3 separate regions of the Mus musculus genome follow, and all the other regions are linked to region 1. A link is a contact called in public promoter capture Hi-C data. All regions are on one chromosome and are shown on one strand. The core of a region is the stretch at or near the end of the contact, and the rest is flanking DNA. Distances in the headings are between cores, read along the strand shown. Region 1 holds the start of Usp32 (ubiquitin specific peptidase 32). Region 2 holds the start of Tex14 (testis expressed gene 14). Region 3 holds the start of Rnf43 (ring finger protein 43).

Region 1 (3,178 bases), core at 339-2,838:
CCAAAAGTCCCCCATATCCACCCACCCAATGGCATGACTTTCATGGTGAAGACAGATACACATCAGAGTGAAAATGAAATGGGAACCAGGTGTGGGGCATAGGCTTCCAACATCTGGAGGCAGAGACAGGAGGACTGCCACAAGTCCCAGTCCAGGCAACTGCTAGAACTTGTCTCACTGGTTCCCCCACCCAGAAAAAGGAAATGGAAAAACATTCCATTGTGTTTATACACCACATTTTGTTTACTAACTTATGACATTTATTTTTAACGTTTTGACTATTGTATATACTATAAATGCTGAGTGCATAAATAGCTGTTCACACATCCCTTTAAAGACATACTTCGGGACTATATACTGAGAAGTGGAATTGCTGAACCACATGCCTGATATGCTACAACACAATGAGCCATGTTAAGTGAAATAAGCCAGTCACAGGAGAAATGTAGTTGCCTTGATGAACCAACATTACTGTTGAAAGTTTCAGTTCTCTACTAGATCAAGTAGTCCTGAAGATAAACTAAGACTGAATAACGATGTAAATGTTAATGCTACTAAATTCACACACACACACTATATACATATGTATTATACATAAAATATATGTATTTTAAAGCAAGCTACTCAGTTTTGAACTGTCTCATTTTTAGAGGGCAAGTGTTTGGTTGAAGCATGAAGGTGGCAGGGCTGGGTGTGGTGTTTCTTGTAGAACCAGTACATGGGAAACTGAGGCACGCGAATCTACAAGTTCGAGGACAGCCTGGGTTACAAAGCAGAACCCTGCGTCAGAAACAAACACCCAAAACAAAACATCTAATGCGGCTTAAAAAAATTGGGGGAGGGAGGCAACAGGTTCAGAGGGAAAAATGGACCAACATAGTGGCTTGGGCCTCTGAAAGAAAAGCTAAGGCAGCCGCGTTTGGAGAATGGGAAGGCGTAGAAAGTAAAATACTGCGACAAGGTCCACTGCCCTGTCCTGAGGCTCCATCTCTAGAAGGAAAAAGAGGTATCTTCTCAGAGAAGCCGTGAGTCTCATCTTCCACTTCTGCCAACATCCCCCGAACGTTAGGGGTCCCCCGCCTGCCCGCTCCTTTTGTCGCCCGCACCGCTTTCCTCAGACCCCCCCTGCTCCCTAACATTCCCCTAGTCTTCCAAGGTGGGTCGCGGCCACCGCAGCACCAACCGTCATCGCTCCGGCCCCGCCCGTCGAACGCCAGAACGTGGGGGGCGGGAAGACCCGTCCTCGGGCGCCCCGGAAGTCACTGCCCTCTTGGCCAGCTGAGCGCCGCGGCGGGATTCGAGGCCTAGGATTGGCAGGAAGATAGGGATGACGTGCTACGTGTGGCGAGGCCGCCCCGCCCCCCCTGCGCGCTCTTAGCGTGGGGTGGGGCGGAGCGTGGCCCCCCGGCGGCCATTACCCGGAACCGTCCCGGGCCTTGGGTCAGGTGACCCGCGGCGGTGCTGGCGGGAGGGCGGGGTGGGGGCGGAAGGGAGGAGAGGAGGAGTGAGGCGAGACGCGAAGGGAGGAGAGAGAGGAGAAGGGCGGAGTAGGAGGGAGGGGAAGGGGGCGGGGTGGGAGCGGGTCACGTGACTCGGCATGGAGGCGGCGGCGGCGGCCGGGAGGAGTCGCTGGGGCAGAAGCCGCACTTGTTAGTGTTGGGGGAGGAGGGGGCCGGGGACGCCGACACCGTCAGCCGGCGACGCCGCGAAGGAGGCGGGAGGGGGGTGGGGGCGAAAGCAGGCTCCGACCCCCGGCCGAGGGGATGAGGGGAGCATGGGCGCCAAGGAGTCACGGATCGGATTCCTCAGCTACGAGGAGGCGCTGAGGAGAGGTGAGGGGGAGGGGTCGAGTGAGCTGCGGGGAGGCCAGCGCGGAGCGCCCAGGGGTGGGTGGCCGGAGGGAGAGGAGGCTGGGGCGTGGGGTGCCTGGCGAAGGACCCGGGAGGCCAGCCGTGGGAATATCGAGGGCAGGGAGGTGGAAGGGGAAGCGGGGTGTGGGAATTGGGGCACTAGGGGAGGGGGCGAAGCTTTGGCAGTGACGGGGGTACCGGGCGCTGGCTGGCCATTGCCGGTGCACTCGGTTGGCGTTGTTATCTTGTTTAGGTGCAGGGAAGCCCTGACCATCGGTTCTTGGGTGGCTCAACCCTTCCAGGCCCCCTCATCCTTCAGTGCCATTTTCTCATATCACTCTTTCATTTAAAAAAAAAAAAAAAAGCCTCCGACAACATCCTAATCTGGTTTCTAACAGCATTGGCTGGAGGAGAAGACAGGGCGTTCTGTTTTGCTCCTGGAAGTCCTTTTCTATTAGGGAGCCTCTGGTTTTCCCAGGGTCTTTGCCTCTCTGTTGAGGGCGATGACTATCCTTCCATTTACTCCTGCCATCCTTCACCCTTTGAGCGGTTGACTTTGATTAAGAACGACCTGAAAGTGAAGTTGTGTTTAAGGTGAGAACAGATTAGACAGCTGATGTTCATAAGACCTTGTCTTAGGTTTCCTCTCCTCGGACATTGATCAGACGGTTTTAGTACACTTGATTCCCAGTTCTTACCCCCTCGCTCCCTTAAAATGGCATTCGGAAACCCAGCATTGTGATACTGTATTACAGCTCCCTTCAGAGACTGGCCTTGCTGTCAACGGCTGCTGCTCTTGGCTCTGATTCACACTGTGTTGTTAATAGCCCCCAACCCCCTACCACTTACTCTGATACGATTGTCAGTGTAAAGCTCGTGCTAACTGGAAGTGTCTTGCACAGTTTATGGCCGGAATGTGACTTAATTTTTCATGACTGAGATTTGAGAGTGTGTCTGTGTGGTGCTTGTAGTTCTCTTTGATGTTTAATGGATTTTCTTGGTAAGAAGTGAAAAACATTAAGCAGATTAGTGGCCAGACATTATTGTTAACAGATTTCTAAGACCAAAATAAATAAATAAATAAATAAATAAGTAAATTCAGTCATGCGCCAGGTGTTTTTAGTAGCTTGGGATAGAAACTTAAAATATGATGAAAAAGACATTTTAAAGTGAGGATTTAGAAATGAGATCTAGTTCATATACAAAGAGAAATAAGTTCATTGGACCCACAACCTAATAAACAGAAAATAAGATACAGAATTGTAGCTGCATCAATTTTGGGGCTGAGCAGAATAGCGAAAATACACCTTTTAGTGGTTCTTCCTTAC
Region 2 (2,987 bases), core at 36-2,535, 2.3 Mb before region 1:
AGCAGGTAAAGGGCCTGGTTGCCAAGCCTGACAGCCTCAATTCCATCTGTCCCCAATACCACATGGGGGAAGCCGAGAACCAATTTCTCTCACCTCCAGTCTAGTAATGTGGCCTGTGTGTCACACACAAACACAAAAGAAATGTAATAATAAAGAGTCGTTGCTTTAGCTGAGCATTGGTGGCACTGACCTTTCTTTTGTTTTGGGGGTGGGGGGTTCCAGACGGGGTTTCTCTGTGTAGCCCTGGCTGACCTCAAACTCAGAAATCCACCTGCCTCTGCCTCCCAAGGGCTGGGATTAAAGGCGTGCACCACCACTGCCCGGCTTTTTTTGGGGGTAGGGGGTGGGGGTGGGGAGGTCGCTGGCCTTTCTAATCCCAGTACTCAGGAGGCAGAGGCAGATGAATCTCTGTGACTTCGAGGAGAGCCTGCTCTACAGAGTCAGTTTTGGGAGAGCCACGAAAGAAACCTACACAAAGAGGTTGTCTTGAAAACCCACAAGTTAAAAAAAGAAAAGAAAAGAACCCGGTGTGGTGTCGCACACCTTTGATCCCAGCACTCAAGAGGCAGAGGCAGGCAGATTTCTGAGTTCGAGGCCAGCCTGATCTACAGAGTGAGTTTCAGGACAGCCAGGGCTACATAGAGAAACCCTGTATCGAAAAACCAAAAAGAAAAGAAAAAAAGAAAGAAGAAGTTGTTGTCAATAAGTAGTGCAAAAGCAGGGAGAGTCGCGTATTCCTATATCCCATAATTTAGAAAGTTTAGATGCTGTCTTCAAAAAAAATGCTAGATTTTTTTTTTTTTTTGAAATGTGAGGTAGGTATGACACACTTTTTTTGGTTTTGTTTTGTAGCTCTGGCTGTCCTGAAACTCACTCTGTAGACCATGCTGTCCTCGAACTCAGAAATCCGCCTGCCTCTGCCTCCCGACTGCTGGGATTAAAGGCGTGCTGCCACCACTGCCCGGCACGACACACTTTTTTTTTATATCATCTTCCGTATTTCTTGGGCCTTTAAAGCCACCTTCCAAACTGCCAATCTCCCCAAAAGTTCTGATGTGGAAGCAGTCACTCCCGCTCCGTCAACATCCCCGGTCAACTCTACTAAAGAGGTCCAGCTCCTCCCTCGGGACACCAGAGGCCCAGGCTAGACCACGAGACGACAAGGACACGATAGCTTACTTTTCCAGCTACTTCTTACTCTAGGCAGGCCTGCCGACATGAATGCTCAGAAACCGCCACACTCTGAGGGAGCTCCGGAGTCCCGGGGTCACCCACCGGAAGCTGTGCGTGCGTGCGTGAGCGGGCGAGTGCGTGGACGCGCGCGTGGGCGCCAACCACTCCCTACCGCAGCCCCCCAAAGTGGGAGGCTGGCCCACAATCCCCCGCGAGGGCGGGAAAAGCAAGGGGTCGCCTGGCAAGGGTCAGGGGACACACAACAGACCTCCTACAAGGGTTTTTTGAATTTTTCACAGCAGGAAACTGCCAACTGGTCAGTTTCTGGTTGCTGCGTCTACTACAACTTCCATCCAGGAGGATGGATTCTTGAGGAACCCGTGAAAGAGGGCAGAGCATGGTGAGGAAATATGCTGTACAGGGTTCACTTGGCCTGGCTACCGTCTCCGCGTCTCCGGCCTCTTTTTTTGTTTTTGTGTTCACTGTCAGGCTATATCCGAAACGTGACTCGGACGAGTGAAACTAGAAGACAACCTTACATGAAACCAGTGTGTGGGATTTCCTCAGCAGCAGCAAGGCCTCGTGAGTCTAGGCCGCGCGAGCCCCGCCCCTTACGCCGCGCGTGTGACGTCACGCCACTGACCCTCCCCCGCGGGAGGGCGGGGTTTGGGTTTCCAGCGCTTTCGCGCCTCTTGCTCTACGTCACTGCGTGCGTAGCCGCCGAGCTCTCAAAAAAAAAAAAAAAAAAAAAAAAAATGCAGCGGGAGTTGGTGGGTTATCCGCTGTCTCCAGCGGTGCGCGGGAAGCTGGTGGCTGCGGGGTTTCAGACGGCGGAGGACGTCCTAGAGGTGAAGCCCTCCGAGCTCAGCAAAGGTAACGACTCCCAGCTGCCAGCTGATGCACCGCGGCCGCTTGGCGCCGCCTCCGTCTTCGTTCCGCCGCCTCCGCCAAGCCGATCTTTTGACACCGCTGAAATTCTCTTGAGCTTGGAACTGTGTGGAGCAACGTTTACTGATTGCTTTCTCCGTGCTCGCTGGATGCTTTGAGGAGTGCCTCACTTAATGGTTTAAGGAAGGCTCCTCTTGGACCAGGGTGTCCAATCTGTAGATGAAAGAACCGACTTCTCATCTTGAGGTTTCATGATAAACTGGGTTGGGAAACAATCACAAGCCATGTAATTCTCCTTGGTCAAAGATCCTGGGGGGCGGGGGGGGGGAATTGAAGTTGAAAAATAAAGGATTAGAGAAGGACTAGAGATATTTCAGTGAGAAAAGCAATAGAACATTCCCTTAGACCAGGAGAAAGCTCTAGAAAGACGTTCGTGATTCACAGGAATACTGCCTCCCCCCCCCCCCCGCCCTGGCCCCCGACTTTTCTCAGAGTTCTTTAGGTTACAGATAAGTGGGAATCACAACCGGGCAGTGGTGGCGCACGCCTTTAATCCCAGCACTTGGGAGGCAGAGGCAGGTGAATTTCTGAGTTCGAGGCTAGCCTGGTCTACAGAGTGAGTTCTAGGACAGCCAGGGCTACACAGAGAAACCCAGTCTCAAAAAACAAAACAAAAAAACCAAAGTGGGGACCACTGCATCCTTAATGTTCACAAATCCAAACTTCGTTGTAGTCACCCACTGTGCCAGTAATACTATGCACATCTCTTTGATGGTGATCAAAGAGGACAGAATGGAATCTGGTTTGATTTTTGTTTAAGTGTTGTGTATTGAACTCATGGCTTTGCCAATGTTAAACACTACCACAGAGCTATACCCCTAGTCTAATTTTACATCCCAGCGATGATGCTAACAGAGTAGTAGCAG
Region 3 (2,983 bases), core at 356-2,855, 2.5 Mb before region 1:
CGAAGCCTGCGTGCAGGGTTGCCATCAGCAGCCAGGGCCAGAGGACAGCCAGCTGCAGCTGGTGGCCACCACTCATGCTACCAGCTGCATCAATGCTCTTCGGCCATGCATACCGCTTCTACTACCAGCTCATCCCAAAGGCAGGTCCTCAATGCAGAAAACGAATGGGGAGAAGTGCTAGCCCTCCGTTTCAGAGAGCCAAGTCAGATTCTGGTCCTTCCTTTTTCTAACGTAGATTCCCAAGCACAGGGGGTATTCCTGATTGGGAGCAGAAGATGGCCTTTTCAGCCCACCTCTGGGGCAGGTATGTCCTTTTCTCCCATCGTCACTGCGAATACAGAAATGCCACCTCTTCTCTTTGGAATTTCCAAATGTGCTTTAGATACAAACATGGATTGGTATTATGTCAGATCACTTGCTGCTGGTCTTCCATATGTATCAGATTCCTGAGGCACTAAACCCGAGGCCGATGAAGAAAACAAGGTCAGTAAACGGCTAAAGCAGCGCATCGGAGGTGAGGGAGGAACTTCAGCTCAGAACACGAAGACATGCTGCCCTTTTTAAGCCAGAAAAAAATGTCAACCATAAATGGCTAAAGTCCATGAGGAGGTTTTCTTTTGAATAGGGGAAGAGTGGGAACTAATCAGGCCCCACCTGGAGGGATGTCTAATGATGCTGAAGCATATACTCTTAATTAAAATGTCCATGCTAAATTGTGTTTCAGCATAGTCCAGAGTTCTAGGCCTACTGAATTTATATACTTTTAAAGAACTACAATATATTATTTTGTGTGTGTGTGTTCCACCAAAAGTGCCTGTAAAATTAGGCACAAATTCATATATCTTTGACATACGACACAATTAATCTGAGTATCAAAATCTCTTCCAACTTCCCTTTTGAGATACTTGAAAAGTTTAGCTTTGCAATTATTTTCCCAGCTAAAATTCATATTTCTGTTTCCACTTTCCTTTCTCGTTTAGGGATCCCAGAGTTTATTCTCCAGTCTGAGAATGCCAAGCGCTTTGACTTTCCTCAGAATGCTGTGGAAACACATCCAGACTTTACAATCTGTAATCTTCTAGATTCAGGAGAAAAACAAAGGACTATTCCTAAGTTTTCAAATTCCTTGAGGGGGCGGAGAATAAAAGATAGGGGGGTAGAGAGGCTCTAAGTTGAGCGCCCTGAAAAAAATCAGGCTGAGGAGACCTGGGTTATTTCTATGTTCCTAGGAAACTTTGGACTCTTTATAAACATCAGATTTTTAAAATGCGCACCCTTAAGTAACTATAAATACACTTCACCCACAAAGTATGCTGCCTTTTGAAGTCATTTAAAAATCCTATAAAGTCTTCAGAGTAAGTGCTGAAAAGCCAAGCGTCTGAACGCAAACCTGTTCTATAGATTCTTTACTTTCGCTGAGACAGAGGGAGGGAGAAAACACGAAAGAATTTCAAAAGAAATCTGCAAACCTGTTGCGCTGTCGGGCCCACTGGAGTCCACGGCACGGGGATGAAACAAATTCAATTGTGCATTTATAAATCCTGCTTTAAAAAAAGACCTGAGCTGCTTAACCCAGTACGGCTCCGGCTTCCACCTTCTCACTCTGCAATCAGACCAAGTGCTCGCACTACAGGTAGGTGCTGAGAAATTCCGAAGCCCGAAAAAGTAATCCACGCAGATCAGGCAAAAACTTATTCCAAGACGAGAGCTACTGTCCTCCTCAAGAACTCTGGAAATGCTTAAAGATGAGCCAAAATCATCTCTAAAATCTAACAAAAGTCTTCTCCCTCCGCCTCTGTACGGAATATCTTGGAAGAGATGAGAAACGAAGCAGCAAATAGAACAGTCACTACCCAAATCACAGAATATCCCAGAGGGAGAAGACGGTATCCCTGAATCATGGACGGACTTGGAAGTTCAGGAGGAGGCAGGGTTGAAGTGCTTCCTTTCAAGAAAGACAATTCTGGATCAGCTCCCTACAGCAGGAAACCTGTGGTTTGTAATTGGTGTACCAGCTCTGACTTCTTCCCCTGGGACTGCAATCACGCTCTCTACCTGCTGACAAAGTGAGGGTGGAGCCGCTACACGCAAGCCGGCCCCTCCTCCTCTTGGTGCACGCACTCACTAATTTAACCAAAAGTCTTCTCTCGGTCTCTTTCTGTCTCTTGCTCTTTTACTCCCCCTAGTGAGCGACAGCCCAACTGCATGCAGTTCAATCAGTCCTTACCTTTCCCCACAGGAGATAAATCAGGGCCACCCAAATGTGTCTATTCTGTAAGCACTAGCACACTGACGGCGGTATGAGGAACGGAACAGAAAACAAAGACATCCAAAAGACAAAAGAACGGCGCAAAGTCTTGCAGTTACAAATTCAAATAGATCTCTATTCTTCCCATGTTTTAGTGTCTACAAATGGCACAAAGCCAGAATTGAGAGATCTTATACTGAGTACTTGTTGCTTATGTCTGCCACTGTGAATAAAGACTTCTGCATAGCTTTTCTTCAGTTCTTACTACGTTCAGTAGTTCTGCCTAAACTGCACCTGGATGGATCTCTCGAATCAGGTTGCTGTCAGAAGTCTGGAATCTGTTATTTCTCTCTTACTCTTTGGGTCAAACCTATTCTTCCAGTGTAAGACTCTAAGTTAGTCTGCATATAGAAGCTAAGCATTAAACCTATGCTTGGAGCTGGAGCAGTGGCTCAGTGGTTAAGAGCACTGGCTGCCTGTTCATCCAGAGGGCTGAAGTCTAGTTTTCAACATTTACATGGTGGCTCACAACCATCTACAACTCCATTTCCAGTGAATTCAACACCCTTGTCTGGCCTCCACAGGCACTGCAGACAAAACACCCATACACACAAGATGAATCTTTTCTTAAAAGTTAAATATGTCTAATAAAAACAGTATAGGTAAAGAGATTAAATTTAGCTAATTACTACCTTCATGCAATATAGTTCTTTGTAAATCTTCATATTTGAATAC

The links. Promoter capture Hi-C pulls out the DNA fragments that hold promoters and counts their contacts.
Region 2: a contact with region 1 is called in a promoter capture Hi-C map of pre-B cells, with 6 times the contacts expected there. The contact joins the promoter of Tex14 here to the promoter of Usp32 in region 1. A contact is called at or near these places in 2 of 39 promoter capture datasets (liver and pre-B cells).
Region 3: a contact with region 1 is called in a promoter capture Hi-C map of liver, with 8 times the contacts expected there. The contact joins the promoter of Rnf43 here to the promoter of Usp32 in region 1. A contact is called at or near these places in 2 of 39 promoter capture datasets (liver and pre-B cells).

The regions. Positions count from the first base shown.
Region 1 is chr11:85,138,365-85,141,542 of GRCm38.p6, reverse strand. It overlaps Usp32 (ubiquitin specific peptidase 32), which reads left to right and starts at 1,588. Exons shown (of 34, transcript NM_001029934.1): 1 at 1,588-1,832. The coding sequence starts at 1,775. It also overlaps a transcript of 1700125H20Rik not described here.
Region 2 is chr11:87,403,363-87,406,349 of GRCm38.p6, reverse strand. Tex14 (testis expressed gene 14) reads right to left here and starts at 1,285. Exons shown (of 31, transcript NM_031386.2): 1 at 1,180-1,285. It overlaps Rad51c (RAD51 paralog C), which reads left to right and starts at 1,844. Exons shown (of 9, transcript NM_053269.4): 1 at 1,844-2,046. The coding sequence starts at 1,929.
Region 3 is chr11:87,661,709-87,664,691 of GRCm38.p6, reverse strand. Rnf43 (ring finger protein 43) reads right to left here and starts at 1,605. Exons shown (of 10, transcript NM_172448.4): 1 at 1,470-1,605; 2 at 1-556. The coding sequence starts at 76.